Linked DNA regions of Sus scrofa: region 1 is linked to region 2. Evidence: chromatin contacts called from public Hi-C data. All regions are on one chromosome and are shown on one strand. The core of a region is the stretch at or near the end of the contact, and the rest is flanking DNA. Distances in the headings are between cores, read along the strand shown. Region 1 holds the start of AGTRAP (type-1 angiotensin II receptor-associated protein). Region 2 holds the start of FBXO2 (F-box only protein 2).

Region 1 (4,171 bases), core at 589-3,088, 78 kb after region 2:
CCCGCATTGCTGTGGCTGTGGTATAGGCCGGCAGCTGCAGCTCTGATTTTACTCCTAGCCCAGGAACTTCCACATGCCACGGTGCAGCCATAAAAACAAAAAAGAAAAGAAAATGAAAAATCTTTTCTTTGTAACTGGAGAGAGTAAGTGTCTTGATATGATCTCAGGACCCACCAGGCAGTTTTTCAGGTTTCTATGTGGTCCCTCCCCTCCTGGAAACAAGAAAAAGCCCTCAGACCAAAGGGGACCCTCTAAATGAAAGCTGGTATTCTCTAAATGTTCTCTGGTTACGGTTGAAGGATGGGGAAGGAAGAAGGATGGACGGACTCTTTGGAGGTGGTCAACAGTCCTTGAGAGAGATGCCTGGTGGAGCAGCCCTTTCTCCCTCCATCCTTTCCGTTCACAGCTGGAGGCAGACGGTGTCTTGATAGAATCTTTCTTCTGGAGACAGGTGTGACTATAGGTTTTCTGCTGGTCTTCCAGCTGGATTTTTTTTTTGAAGCTTTTGTGTGTGTGTGTGTGTGTGTCTTTTTTGTCTTTTTAGGGCCGCACCCACAGCATATGGAGGTTCCCAGACTAGGGGTCTAATCAGAGCTACAACTGCCGACCTACACCACAGCCATGGCAACGCCAGATCCAAGCCACATCCATGACCCACACCACAGCTCCTGGCCACGCCGGATCCTTAACTCACTGAGCGAGGCCAGAGATCCAACCCGAAACCTCATGGCTCCTAGCCGGATTCATTTCTGCTGCACCACGACGGGAACTCCTGAAGCTTTAAGTATAACTCAAGTAGGCTTCAACCACTGTGTGCTGATAACAGCAACATCCGACGTGTATTACCCATTTACTAAGTGCCAGGCACTTGTTCTTTAGGTGGGTACTTTAGATTGACAGACTCTATCTTGAACCAAACTGCAGTTAGGCTCCTCTGAGCCCTCTTCTTGACCAGGCCTCCACCCAGCCTTCTGCCTCCAACGTGAAGGAACTGCAGAGCCCAGTGTGAGCAAGAATCCTGCTAAGTCAGTTTAGCCGGAATCCCCCTCTTCTCCCCGCCTCCGCTGGTATCTGATCACCCTCCATATCTGATTAAGTTCCCCATCCCACACACCTTTGATACCTCTCTTCGGCTTGCCTTTAGCAAGAATTCCCCTCCCCCTGAAGTCTGCTCTTGGTGATTTTCCATCCACTGCTGCTCACCCATAAATCCCTGCTGGGCCCCATTGTCCTCGCTCCCCTCCTGTAGTACCTCCGCCCCAATAATTTTTGTTTGTTCAGGTTTTGTTGTTGTTGTTGTTTTGGGCCACACCTGTGAAGTTCCCAGGCCAGGGATGGAACCCCCACCACTGCTGCGACCCCAGCCACAGCAGTGACAACACTGGATCCTTAACCCACTGTGCCACCAGGGAACTCCCCCAAGAGTCTTAAAGTCGTCCTTACCATTTTAGCAAGTGTCAGAATCATTTTTTTCTTCAAACATGAGTTAGTTCATTTATCCTCCCAGGGATCCGAGGAGGTAAGTCACTGTCTCCACTTTCACTGAGAAGAAAGAGGGTGCCCTTAGGGATGAGTCACCAGCCACATCTGTTTGTATCTGGACGTGCCCCCAAGTTCTCCTGGCTGCAGGTGGTCCTATCAGCTCACCTGCTGGGATTTTAATTCGGCTAGAGAATGCGCCCTTGGCGACGTAAACCTGGAGAGTCTCCACCCACCCGGGAACTACCTGCGCGCAGCGAGGTGCTCGGAGGGCGCGAGAAGCCTGACGCCATCTCCTAGCAACGGGGCAGAGGTCACGTGATCCGACTCACGTGGCGCCCAGCCCAGCTGGGGTTGGAGCGGGGGCTGCGGGCGGAGCCGGGCGGGGCGGGGCAAGTTTGTTTCCAGAGTTCGGGGACCAGGAACCCACGCGGTTGCTGCGCAGGTGCCCTCCGACTCGGTCGGGATGGAGCTGCCCGCCGTGAACCTGAAGGTGGCGACGGGCGGGTCGGGGTAGGGGTGGCCCAGCCGCAGGCGGGCGGGCGCGGGGTGGGTCTCCCGGAGCGTGTGGGGAGATTGAACTTTTCAAGTAGGATTTTAGAGGCGAGAGGACCGAGAGTTTGGGGAAAGAGGGGTGGTAGGGAGAAAGAGATTGTACAGGCCCCTGGTGAGAAGGAGGTGGGCAGGTAGACCATAGTAGAGAGAGGGTTCCGGAAGGCCAGCGGGGAAGACGGAGAGGGAACTGGAGGAGGGAAGCGGGGGAAGGGGCCGCCTCTTCCCGGGGCCAGACCGGTCCAGCTAGGAGTGCCAGGCCCCTGAGGATAGCTTTGGCCTGCGCGCCCAGAATTCCCCTGGAGAAAGAGGAACGCAGGGAGGCGGGGGGGTGGGGGGGGCGCCACCGAGAGCCGGGCTAAACCTTTCACCTGGACCCCCACCCCCACACCCGCCGCCACGTCGGCCTTCTTTGTTGGGCAAATCAAGTTAAAATCAGATGATCCCAGACAAGAGGTTTTTCCAAAGTTTATAAATCCAACATCCTTGTTGCATAAGAAACACAGACACCCGGAGACGTTACTCAAAAGTAGAAAACCCCAACTGTGCGCGCTTAGAAAACACTGAGGCTTCCTGGGGTGTCTTCATTTCCTGAGCCGCGTCCTCAGCGGTCAGGATGCCAGCGGCTGTTCTCCTTTTTCTCCCCACCTCCCCCAGCCCCGTCCGTGCTCCTTGGCTGTGTTTGCCACTGAGAGGCTGAAGCCTTCGGCTTTGGTCGGGAAGGTGTGAACCTTGGACCAGACCTGCCATTTTGGGTCTTGGTGCAGTTTCCTTTGAGACTGAATCCAGGAGGGCCCTCGTACTCACGGGTGACAAAGCATTTAGCCCCTGTGATGCCTGGTACTAAAGGAACCTAGGAGATAAATGACTACAGAACAACACATCATTCATATTTGGGTAATTAGATACGGTCTGTGTGGTGACTTCATAAGGGCAGATTCACTGGCATCCGTAATAACTTCCTTCACCTCCCCAGGGGTTGGGGTGGGGTGGGGGGAGACGGCTGGAAACAGGGGGTTGGGCTTGGGTTGAAGGTTTAGCTGGGACCACCTTTACATGAAGGCCGCGCTGAGGCTTATTGGTGCCAATACGCACTCTGTTCCAGGCAGCTCTGTTCCAGGCAGTGTGGGGTTCCGGCTGGGCTGCCTTTTCTCTGATGAGAGATTTGCCTAAAATAATTGACGAGCGGGAATGAGGTGAGAGACAGAGCTGCAGGAGTGGAGAGGGGAGAGAGCCCCCATTCCCGGGCCGTCTGCGCCCCATTGTTTCTTTAATCACATCAGCCTTCTAAGGTTTTTACGGATGGGTGCACTTCGGCTCAGATCAAGCGAGTGACTTGCCAGAGTCCCACAGAGATTAAGGGGCAGGGGCAGGATTAGAAACCCTCAGGGTCTGGCTTCAAAGCCGTGCCCCTTTCTGGCCACCACTTAGAAGTCTTGTGACTTCTGCCTTGACTGTGTGTGTGTGTGTCCCCTGGGAGGCCTTAGTCTGTTTGGGGTCTTTTTTGAGCAAGGCTATGGGCCCGAGAGGCCATACATGGCCACAGGTATGGGCTGTGCGGGCTTTTGGTGCCCAGAGTGAAAGGACTGGTCCTTCCCTTGATTTGGGAGATAAGACCCCTCATCTCCAAGGGTCTTAGCTGTTAACAGTCAGAGGCAAGTAACAGCTGGGGGTCCTGAACGGCTAGGGTTGCCAGGTAACATCCAGGCCATCCAGTCAAATTTGAACTTCACGTCAACCAGAAGTGATTTTTTTTTTTTTTAGTATGAGTACTTCCCAGGCAATATTTGGAATATACTAGAAAAGTATTCATTATCTGAAATTTAAAATTAACTGGAGGTTCTGTGTTTTCCTTGTTGTTAAATCTGGCCACCCTGTGGAGGGGACAGTGGATCCTTGTTCCCGGGCATCTAAGTGGGATGTTCAGAGCTGCTTGGGAGTTGGGGTGGTGCACCTCTGTGGCCCTGCGCTACCTGCTCCCCCATTTCATACACTCCTGGGCACTGGCTGAAGGGCAGCCTGCCCAGAGGGGCAAGGGTGCCAGGTGAGCAGAAACACTGCCCCAGGCCCTCTGCTCAGTCCCTAACCCAGCCCCATCCGTGGGGCAGATCCTGAGCTGGAGGAATGAAGTGACAAGATT
Region 2 (3,792 bases), core at 227-2,726:
AGTTCCTTTCATTATTTGCATTTTGGTTTTTCTTTTTGGCCACATCTTTAAGATGTGGGTCTTTATCCTTCCCTGTGCAAGGAAGAAACTGAGGCCCAGAGAGGCTTACTGGCTGCTCCCAAGTCGCAGGGCAGAGCAGTGGAAAGGCAGAGAGGAAAATGCCTGCCCTGGAGCCACGTCACCTGCCCATCCTGCCGCCCACAGCTCTCTGGGGAGTTGGGCTCAGTGTCCTCACCTCTCCACCCCTCCCCCTGCCCTGCCCTGCCCTGCCCTGCCCTGTCCTGCCCTGGTGGACACCTGATGCTCCCCCGAAAGGTGCACCTCGCCCGGTCCCCTCTCCTGGCCCCAGGCCTGGCATTCAAGGCCCCAGATCTAATTACAGGGCCCCCCACCCCCTCTCAAGCTCACACAACTCCCTACATTGTTGCCTTCGGGAAGTTATCTGGCCCCTGGAAGCTGCCTCCAAGGCTGATTCACTTGGCCCTGGGAAAAAGCAGGAACCCATTCTGGGGCCCTATAAAGGGTGTGGCAAAGGGGCCACAGATTGGGAGCAGGGGCCGAAGGAGCTAGGATTTTCAGGGATGGGGGGCGGGGCGGAGGGCTCGGGTACCTGCGTGAGCATCAGTTTGTTACCTCTGCCTCCCCAAGCAATGGCCACTCTCAGGTAGGCCTGGTGAGCAGGGAGTGTGGGGATGCTCGAGCAGCTCTCTTTCCCACCCTGACTCAGCAGACAACCCCTACAGGCCCAGCAGGGAGGCAGGGGGCCTTTGGTACCAGAGGAGATGACTGGGCAGTCTCAAAAACCGGAGCATTGACTACAGGCGACGCCCCCAGCCCTCCCGGGTCCCCACTGGGCACGCAGTCACCCAAATAAAGGACAGCCCCTCCAGATAACGGATCCCAGGAGGAAGGCTAGGATGGGATGGGGAGAGGCTAGTAACCCCAAGAAATCCACTGGGATTTAGGCAACTCAGGGGCCAGAGTTGGCAAACGGAAGAAGCTGATGGAAGAAAGAGGCTTGTGGCTTATTGCATGCCAGATGGGTTCCAGACCCCGCGGGACAAACCCTCGGGAAGCTGCGAGGAGGCAGGAACGTGGCATTATTCGTATGCTATTTCCTGGGTCTCCCTCCTTGCCTGCCATCTCTTGGGGCCTCCCGCAGACAGAGGGCTGTGCTCTTTTGAGACTGTCTCAAGGGCTTTGCTTGGGTGAAAGTGTGCCGCGCTGGGTCGGGGCGGGAGGTGGTGAGGGGGCCAGGGGTCTTGGTCTCTGATGTCCCCTCTCTGCAGTACTCGCCCGCCTGCCCCGGTCTCCCCTCCTGGGTTAAGCGAGTGGATCCGGCCGCAGCGGCTACCTGGGTCACCGTCTCCGTCCATCGCTGCGGAGGGCGGTCGCGAGAGGAGGAGGAGCCGGAGCACTGCGGGGCTGTCCGAGTCCCGCGGCGGCGGCGGCGGCGGCGGCGAGTCCAGGCGCTGCCCGCGTCTGGGTCGGGTCCCCGCCGGCCGCGCCTCTTAAAGGCCCCCCCGCCCCCCGCCTTTGGCCCTGCGCCCGGACGCCCAGCAGTCCCGAGCGATCAGCCGGAGGCCTGAAGCTCTCGGTTCCTTGGAGGACCGACAAGGAGGCCAGGAAAGGTCAGGGGTCGGGTTTGGTTTTTGTGTTTTAATGGGGGTGGGGGGAGTCCGGTTCGGAACGGCTCCCAGCGCCGCCCTGGGCTGGCTGCTGGGAGGCGGCGGCGAGGGAACAGGGAGAGTCTGGGTCAGGCGGAGGGTGCGGGGCGCGCCGCCCAGGCGGAGGGAGCGAAGCCGAGGCTCCTCCTGGCACCGCCCCCACCTCGAGGTAATTTTCCTACCTCTGCGGGGGGCGCGTCCCAGGACTCTCGCTCCCCGCGCCGCTGGGACCCGGTCGGGCGGCGGAGGCGGGGCCGGGGCGGGGCCTGGAGGGCCGGGGCGGGGCCGCACCCACGGGCGACCGCAGGCCGAGCCCGGCTCAGCCCCGGCCACCGAGCGGGATCGCACAGCGGCGGCCGAGTGCAGGTGACCTGCGGGAGTGGGCGCGGGGCGCGGGCGCGGGGTGCGTGCGGGGGCCGGGCGGGCGGGCGGGCGGGCGGGCTCGGCGTTTCCCGGCCCCGCCGCAGTGCGCAGAGGGAGGCCTGGCGCCGACAAGGCCCAGGCCGCGGGGTTGCTCGGCGCGGCCTCGAGCGGCGGCGCGGGCGCGAACCCCAGCTGGGGTCTCCATCGATGCGCAGGGGTCCGAGCCTCGACTTTGGGGGACATTTGAAAGCCACAAGGCGGGATGGGAAATCCAAGGCGCGCGCGGTGGGGGGGCACCTGGGGCTGGAGCCCAGCCACAGCGGTGGGAGTAAGGGTATAGGAAAGGCCGTTCCCCATCACTCACGCCTCCTCCAGTCCCAGCCAGTTAGATCATTTCCTCCGCAGAAGGTGGTTTGAGCGCTTTGGTCCTACGTCAGAGACAATGGTCATTATCCTCCCCCCACACGTTCTCTCCCTCGTCCGTTTTGAGAATGGGAGAGAGAATGCAGAAGGCACCAGAGAGGCTGCAGGGCTGCGGATTATTCCCACTCTAAAGACGGTCAGGCCTATTGAAAAAGGCTGGCTCTAGGAGTTCCCGTCGTGGCGCAGCGAGAACCAATCTACTAGGAACTATGAGGTTGCGGGTTCGATCCCTGGCCTCGCTCAGTGGGTTAAGGATCTGACGTTGCCGTAAGCTGTGGTGTTAGGCCAGAGAGGAGGCTCGAATCAGGCGTTGCTGTAGCTCGGCCTAGGCTGGCAGCAACAGCTCCGATTCGATCCCTCGCCTGGGAACCTCTCTATGCCGCAGGTGCAGCCCTGAAAGGACCAAAAAAAAAAAAAAAAAAAAAAAAAAGACTGGCTCTAATGGCTCTAGACCCAGAGAAGGCTCTGGCTCCTTTCCCCTCTGCTCCTGTCTGTGTACCTCTGGGCAGATGCTGCCACCTTTTCTGCCTCCTTAGCTCCCCTCAGAGACTATTGTGAGATGCTTGTAAAAAAATTAGAGCTCACCTTTTACTGCGCTTCCGCTGTGTCTCAGGCTCCTCGAACCCTCCTCAGGAGGTAAGTACCCTTCCTGACCCCATTTTACAGAGGAGGAAATTGAGGCTCAGAGAGGCTGACTTTCCTGGGATAGTCAAAGGCAGAGCTGGGAGGGGAACCTCCACCACCGCTGCGTGCTGTGAATACCTGGTCCTGGGAAGAGGGCCAGGTCTGTAGTGCAGCTTTTCAACAACCACAGGAGCGTGTCCAGAAGCCATGGCCGTGGGCAACATCAACGAGCTGCCGGAAAACATCCTGCTGGAGTTGTTCACGCACGTGCCCGCCCGCCAGCTGCTGCTGCGCTGCCGCCTGGTCTGCAGCCTCTGGCGTGACCTCATCGACCTCGTGACCCTCTGGAAGCGCAAATGCCTGCGCGAGGGCTTTATCACTGAGGACTGGGACCAGCCCGTGGCCGACTGGAAGATCTTCTATTTCCTTCGCAGCCTCCGCAGGAACCTCCTGCACAACCCATGTGCCGAAGGTGGGGTGCAGACTGGGTCTGACGTCCCCCCAACACACACACACTGTCATGAGACCATCTAACATTTATTAAGCACTTACTAGGAGCCAGCCAGGCATTTGGAGGGTTTTAACTTCTTTCATTCCCTCACAATAATCCTAAGAGGTAGGTACTGTTGCACACCCATTTTTCAGATGGACAAACTGAGGCCAAGAGTGGCATTTCTTTTTCCACTCTTAAGATTATTCCCCCAGTGGCCTTTCC

The links. Hi-C and Micro-C count contacts between places; a contact is called where the count stands out from the background.
Region 1: a Hi-C map of liver shows a contact between it and region 2, with 6 times the contacts expected there. The contact joins the promoter of AGTRAP here to the promoter of FBXO2 in region 2. A contact is called at or near these places in 1 of 5 promoter capture datasets (fetal liver), 13 of 47 Hi-C or Micro-C datasets (alveolar macrophages, blood, brain and 9 more) and 1 of 2 datasets of contacts at active chromatin or transcription factors (alveolar macrophages).

The regions. Positions count from the first base shown.
Region 1 is chr6:71,823,481-71,827,651 of Sscrofa11.1, forward strand. It overlaps AGTRAP (type-1 angiotensin II receptor-associated protein), which reads left to right and starts at 1,839. Exons shown (of 5, transcript XM_003127573.6): 1 at 1,839-1,972. The coding sequence starts at 1,946. It overlaps LOC102163957 (a long non-coding RNA gene), which reads right to left and starts at 1,759. Exons shown (of 3, transcript XR_002344904.1): 1 at 1,444-1,759.
Region 2 is chr6:71,745,789-71,749,580 of Sscrofa11.1, forward strand. It overlaps FBXO2 (F-box only protein 2), which reads right to left and starts at 1,477. Exons shown (of 6, transcript XM_021095335.1): 1 at 1,355-1,477. The coding sequence starts at 1,376. FBXO44 (F-box only protein 44) reads left to right here and starts at 1,422. Exons shown (of 5, transcript XM_021095338.1): 1 at 1,422-1,631; 2 at 3,268-3,549. The coding sequence starts at 3,285.